2 separate regions of the Hordeum vulgare genome follow, and region 1 is linked to region 2. The links are chromatin contacts, called in public Hi-C maps. All regions are on one chromosome and are shown on one strand. Each heading gives the region's core, a stretch centred on a gene start, on an enhancer-like site or on the middle of the called end of the contact. The rest is flanking DNA. Distances are from core to core; before and after follow the strand shown. Region 1 has its middle 27 kb from the start of LOC123413642. Region 2 holds the start of LOC123406992 (transport inhibitor response 1-like protein).

Region 1 (3,127 bases), core at 301-2,800, 230 kb before region 2:
AACACGCTGCGCAAGTTTCGACAATGAAATCGGATCTTAGTTCTGATGTTCGACTCAATAGTTATGACTTTTTAGAAAAAGGAAAACCCGAATAAAATGTGTTCATATCTGTGCGCATGAGTGAAAAGTGCACGTTCACGAGTAGGGGAAAAGTTGCACATAGACTGTCATGTAGTTCCACATTGACTCCTAGAAAGTTGCATCAAACGGGGATTAAGTTGCACATAAAAAATTCATCAAAACATATCCATGTGTGATCTTGTTTTGAAGAGCTAGTCACAAGGGCTAACAGTGAAAATGAATCTTAATTTTCACACGTGGTTTAAAAGTTATAACTTTTAAAAAATTCTAAAATCTGAGGTAAATGCATTATTTCAAGGACGAGGTTTCCTTTTAAAGAAGAAGGGAGCCACATGATACCTTTTTGTCAACCGCTCGCTAACTTTCTGAGGCGGCTGAGTGTTCTCTAGACGTGTCCATACTATAATTGTATGTAAATCCACCCTGCAAGCGTAGGTAGATTTTAAAAGTGCACAACTAAATATTTAATTATGGGATATGTGGACAAAGTGGTTGTATTTGCACGAGATGACAAGTCAGTTTTGTATTCTACAAGTTTTATAACTAAACTAAACTTGAGACGCAAGTTATATGACTCCCGATTATATGCACTAGTATTGAACTTTACTAAAGCGGCTGGAAGGGAACTCTTGTTCCGAGGAAGAACATATGGCCATTAGTTCTAGCCTCGCAACAACTGCTGAATATCGATGCCTCTTTTAGCGATCGTAAGGGATCATAGAGGTCAATTCATTGTTGACTCCACCTCACAACTGAATCATGTGGCAGATGTTGTGTCATCAGAAGCTGCAGCGCTTCATGAATGGTTGAAGCTACTCCAAAGTCTGGGATGTAACAATATACAAGCGAGGATGGATAATATCATCGTGGTCGAAGCCCTACGATCTCAATGAAGGTTACTCTATGATGGTAGCTCCATTACTATACGTTTGTAGAGTGTTAATACGAGAATTCGGGAAGGTTACTATTGAGCATTGTAATAGAGAATCAAATGCCGTGGCTCATGAGATAGCTGAGTGAGAACGTGTAAACAATCCGTTTGTTTGAATTAATGCATCCCCAAGTTTTATTGTTAAATTTTAATGGACGATGTAAGTGTTGTTTAATTTTAATAAAACTAGTCATGAAGGCCTTTCTGTAAAAAAAAAATCCATAGATTTGGCATGTTTCTTAAAGTCACGTATCCTCTTCGTAGGTCTAGGCGTCTAGCATTTTCGCTTTTTAACTCTGCCGAACGATATCCACTCTCCAAACGAAGACGCAGATCGGCATGCTGACTTTTGGCCCCTAGCGCCTCATGACCCCGGTCGGCCAGGCGAAAGAACGTGTCATCCGAACGCAGCCCGATGCCTCTTCGACATCCCGGAGCGACGCCGGTGATTTGAACGACCTGTTTTGATCTGACCTCTGATCACGCATGCCCAGTCCACCATCAACACACACACAGGTCGTCTTTCCATACCGCGACGCAAAGCAATCAATGCGTCTAGATCGTCGGCGGGTCCCGAAACGCCGATTCAGGCGATCTCTCTGCAAAACAGTAACCACCCCGGCCTTGATCCCCGTCGTCCACCTACGCAACGGCATCAGGATCGACCGGCCAAAGGACAGGGAGAAAAGGACAGCGAGCACCGTACCGCCGGACCCTCAAATTCGGTCGCGCAAATTCCTGCGAACACGTCCGGACGGGTCAGTAGACACTCACCAATCACAGCTTAAATAATACAGTCTACGTCTGAGTAACTTAAATATCATATCTCAAATCCATACAACCCATGCAACTATCACGTTCACGTACACACGTCGTCCGGATACTTCGTCACTGCTAAACATGCTATCGGATTACCAAAATTTGACATGTTTGATTATGTTGGAGATCATCCACGGCTGCCCTTGTCCTTCTCGACGCCCTTGTCGTCCTTGTGCGGAAGTACCGGTCGAAGACGCAGTATGAATCGAGCCGGATCTGCTCGTCGTCGGAGTTGTCCTCGCCGCCGCTCACCCCTTTCTCCTCCTTCGATGGCAGTCTGGCCATTTCATGGACCATCCGATTCTGCACGGCAGGCGAGGGAGCACGTGCTCCGCCGGTGCCCTTTCTTCAAAATGCGGGCGCAGATAGCTTCCTCCTCTGTGGCCGCCCGCGTCGCCGCATCAGTCGTCTCCGCCTCCGCCATTTTTTCCACGAGATAGGCCTCGGTGATCCTTATCATCTCCTTTTCATGACAGTCAGACTGTTCTGATGGAACTCGAAGTCCGGGTCGGATCGTTCGATCCGTCTGCTTGGTCATGGATGATCCCTCCCGAGAGGGAGCGAGCACCCTTTGCACAGACGCTATGGAGTCACAGCGGATAGATCCTCCGGTCGATCGGCCACTTACGAGATGAAACACGAGCCGCATGTACTCTCGTCTCTCCCCGATGATCCGGTGGCCGGTCGGTCGGTCATGGGCTACGCTTAAAAAATGAATAACGGTTTTGCTAAAACACATCTATATATTATATAAGTATTTTTTATGTTTATGTAGACATTTAGATGTGTAATAAATAATTTAACACATCTATATGTGTCCTAAACACACCCAATGAATAATTTAACACGGAGGACACGTATACATGACACCGTAGAGACACCGGCCCCACGATCGGGTACGTGCGTGCGTACAGTACGCGGAGACGGCGCGTTCGCTCTCGCCTGCACAGGGGCACCAAGCCATGCGCCGCCACGGAGCTCACCGGCCATCGCCGCCTAGCTAGGTTTGGCAGTGTGGCTCAACAGTGAGCCAGCTGCTGTTTCCTTCCGGAGAGGGTCCAGCCATGCATGCAAACCGTGACCGGTGCACAGTGCGGGGAGCGTGTTTTTTTGACCGTGAGCAGAGACGGGACACGGAACGCGTGCTGCGTGTCGAATGGCCTGGGCTCGACGTGGGCTGTTGCTAGTGATCGCCTCTCTCTCAAGGCTGACAGGTCGATCGGTGCAGTGCACCGCAGAGGGCCGTGGCGGTGGGTCACGAATGGGTGAGTTAATCTGATCGCTCCTTCAGGATGA
Region 2 (3,193 bases), core at 165-2,664:
CTTGTCAGCGGGAGGGCTTCATTTTTTGATGCTTTCTTGAGATTTTTTCGGGTTTGTGTCCAACTCAGAGAGATGAGGCGGCATCGACGACTCTCTCAAGATAGAGTAAGACTCTCCGTGCCCAGTACCTGTCCCGATGGTGCCTTTAGCATCATCGAAGGGCGCGTGGAGATTTTTCTCTCGCGGATCTCATGGGATTCGGTCGGCGTTTGTCTTCAGTGGATCCAATCTTTGTTTGTGTGTGTTCATGTGTCTACATGTTGGATCCTTATTAAACTTATCTTCAAGAGTGACAGTTGTTGTTCTGGTGCGTTGGCCTTAGCACGACGATTTCCCAAGTGTCTACTACAATAAGTTTTGCCCGACTCTAAGGACGGAGGGGCGATGATGGCGGCACGCCTTTGGCTCACTTGAGTACTTGTAGTCGTCGCTAGCCGGTCTATGGATATGGATGTAATTTATTATTATTTCTGGTATTCGTTATAGTATCACAATGGATGACGAATAGATTGGACATTTTCTCGCAAAAAAGACTAGGGTTCCTCTGCCTCAAGTCGATGCTGCTGCCAGTCCGCCTCGTCTCCGGTAGCCTTAGGACCATGAGAGCACGGTGGATCCCGGTCCTTGCTAGAGGAGGGCTCCGATTATAGACGTGTCTTTGAGTTTTGATAGAGTTTATATCCTGCTCGGGAAGACGAGACGATGGTCGCTCCCTAAAGATGGAATAAGTTTCTCCCGCCTAACCTATGTCCACGTGATGCATCTAGCATCGTCGATGGGCGCGTGGAGGCGTGTCTTTGGTGAAAGTGTCTTTGGTAGATTTGCTCGACTCTATTAATCGTTCGTCTAGGTTCGTATGTTTTTAGGTTAGTTTATTTCGATATATGATACTCTTCACCAACGACAGTTGTTATTATAGTGCGCTGGTACTATGAGGAAGACGACTACCCGACTATCTACCATAACAAGTTCTTTCCCGCTCCGACGAGGGAGGGACGATAATAACGACGTGTCTTCGGCTCGCTCGAGTGTGCTTAGTCATCGTTAGGTGGCCTACGAATGTGGATTTTTTTTATTTTTTATGTTTATTATACGGCCGTGATTGAAGATGAATAAGTTGAAAGTTTCCCAAAGAGAAAAATGATAGTAGTATCTTTGTTGGCTCAAGTAGAAAAGCCACAAAGGTACACAAAAAGTACACAAAGGTACGCCTACTTGGTAACCGTAGTGCTACCCTCTACGAAAATACTCTGGAGGAGAAAAAAAAATGGCCCCTCACTTCCCCCGTCCACCTGCCTTCTCCGATCTAATCATTATTTAATCCTTTTCCAGTCTCACATGAGCACTTCCTCCCCAGCCCCAACCCCCACCTCCTCCTCCGATCCCCCAACCACCACCACCACCACCACCACCTCCTCCGATCCCATCACCGGCCCCTCCTCCTCCTCCTCCCCCGCCTCCGGCATGAGCGGGGCGGCGGAGGAGGCGGACTCCCCGCCGACGCACATGTCCGAGGACTCCTCCGGCTCCTCCTCCGGCGGCAGGCGGACGCCGGATCTGAGGGGCGGCAACAACGGCGGCGGCCCGCGCGCCTCCTCCTCCGCGCCGCCCGACCAGGTCCTGGAGAACGTGCTGGAGAGCGTGCTCGAGTTCCTCACGGCCGCGCGCGACCGCAACGCCGCCTCGCTCGTCTGCCGCTCCTGGTACCGCGCCGAGGCGCAGACGCGCCGCGAGCTCTTCATCGGCAACTGCTACGCCGTCGACCCGCGCCGCGCCGTCTGGCGCTTCCGCGGCGTCCACGCCGTCGTGCTCAAGGGCAAGCCGCGCTTCGCCGACTTCAGCCTCCTCCCTGACGGCTGGGGCGCCAACGTCAAGCCCTGGCTGGAGGCGCTCGGGCCCGCCTACCCGTGCCTCGAGCGCATCTGCCTCAAACGCATGACCGTCACCGACGACGACCTCGGCCTCGTCGCGCGCTCCTTCCCGCAGTTCAAGGAGCTCTCGCTCGTCTGCTGCGAGGGCTTCAGCACCCTCGGCCTCGCCGTCATCGCCGAGCGTTGCCGGTACCATGTCCTACCCAAACTCTCTTTTTGTCTCGGATAGCTTGCTGTCGACGCATTCCCGTTGACTTCGGGTTGACACCTCGACTGGAATTGGATAGTGCCGGAGGTTGAATCTTCTTTGCTGATTTCTTTCTCTCGTTCTCAATATATGCACGTGTGCCATCCTTTAGCTTCTTGTCCAATGTTTTGCTGCTAGCCAGACCCTTTACTCGCATATTTTTTTGGGTTGACGGCCCCATGAACTCGAAATATATCTTGACGTGCTAAATTTGATACGTATTCGTACTGATGATGCTTACATTTGTGGTTTCTTCCACTGACTCGAGGCGTTAAAACATTATGGCTTTATTTCGTTAGTGCCCGTTGACGAATGGAAAACAATCTTGGGTAGGGAATATTGCAGTTCATATATATTTAGTGGTAACGAAACTTTTAATGGGTCCTGGTTAACTAACTCCCACTGTCTGTAATAGACAATTTGGTATTCTGTTGCATTTATCGCGATCCAGTTGTACCCCCTCCTTCCAAACATGTAAAGCCCCTCAAAATTTTAGCCTAACTTTTGTTCACTTATTTGACCAACATAATATGATTTATATGTCACAGAAAGTACACCATTTGATTCGTACCCGAAAGTTCTAGTGTATAATATTTGTGGCATACAACTTCTTACTCAAATTCATGGTCAAAGCTAGGCTCAAAGTTTGATGGGGCCTTACATATTTGGAAAGAGGGAGTAGCTTAATGCTTATCTACTTTGGCAACTCCCAGATTTGGACGTCTCCGGACTCCAGATGTGCTTGTTTCTCTTGCTTTGCTTCAGCTTATAAAGGAGTGGAGTCGAGTGTGGCATCTCACCGACTGATGTACTTAATACTTGTGTAGGCATCTGAGGGTTCTGGATCTGATCGAGGACTATGTGGATCAGGAGGACGAAGCAGTGGACTGGATCTCCAAGTTCCCAGTGTCCAACACATCACTAGAGTCCCTCATGTTTGACTGCGTTGGTGTCCCGTTCAATTTTGAGGCCCTGGAGGCCCTTGTGGCACGCTCACCTTCTCTTCGTCGGCTGCGTGTGAACCACCACGTTTCAGTGGAGCAGCTCCGCCGTCTCATGGCACGGGCTCCTCAGC

The links. Hi-C and Micro-C count contacts between places; a contact is called where the count stands out from the background.
Region 1: a Hi-C map of seedling shows a contact between it and region 2, with 4 times the contacts expected there. The contact joins the enhancer-like site here to the promoter of LOC123406992 in region 2. A contact is called at or near these places in 2 of 6 Hi-C or Micro-C datasets (leaf and seedling) and 1 of 1 datasets of contacts at active chromatin or transcription factors (embryo).

What each region holds. Positions count from the first base shown.
Region 1 is chr7H:81,736,689-81,739,815 of MorexV3_pseudomolecules_assembly, reverse strand. No RefSeq gene overlaps it. Among protein-coding and RNA genes, the nearest start is that of LOC123413642, 27 kb to the right of the region's middle. Within about 2 kb of position 1,550, at least 3 of the 3 cell types and tissues checked have open chromatin away from gene starts, as enhancers often do. A contact at or near this core is called in leaf and seedling, where this site is marked.
Region 2 is chr7H:81,507,939-81,511,131 of MorexV3_pseudomolecules_assembly, reverse strand. LOC123406992 (transport inhibitor response 1-like protein) reads left to right here and starts at 1,414. Exons shown (of 3, transcript XM_045100014.1): 1 at 1,414-2,060; 2 at 2,946-3,193. The coding sequence starts at 1,465.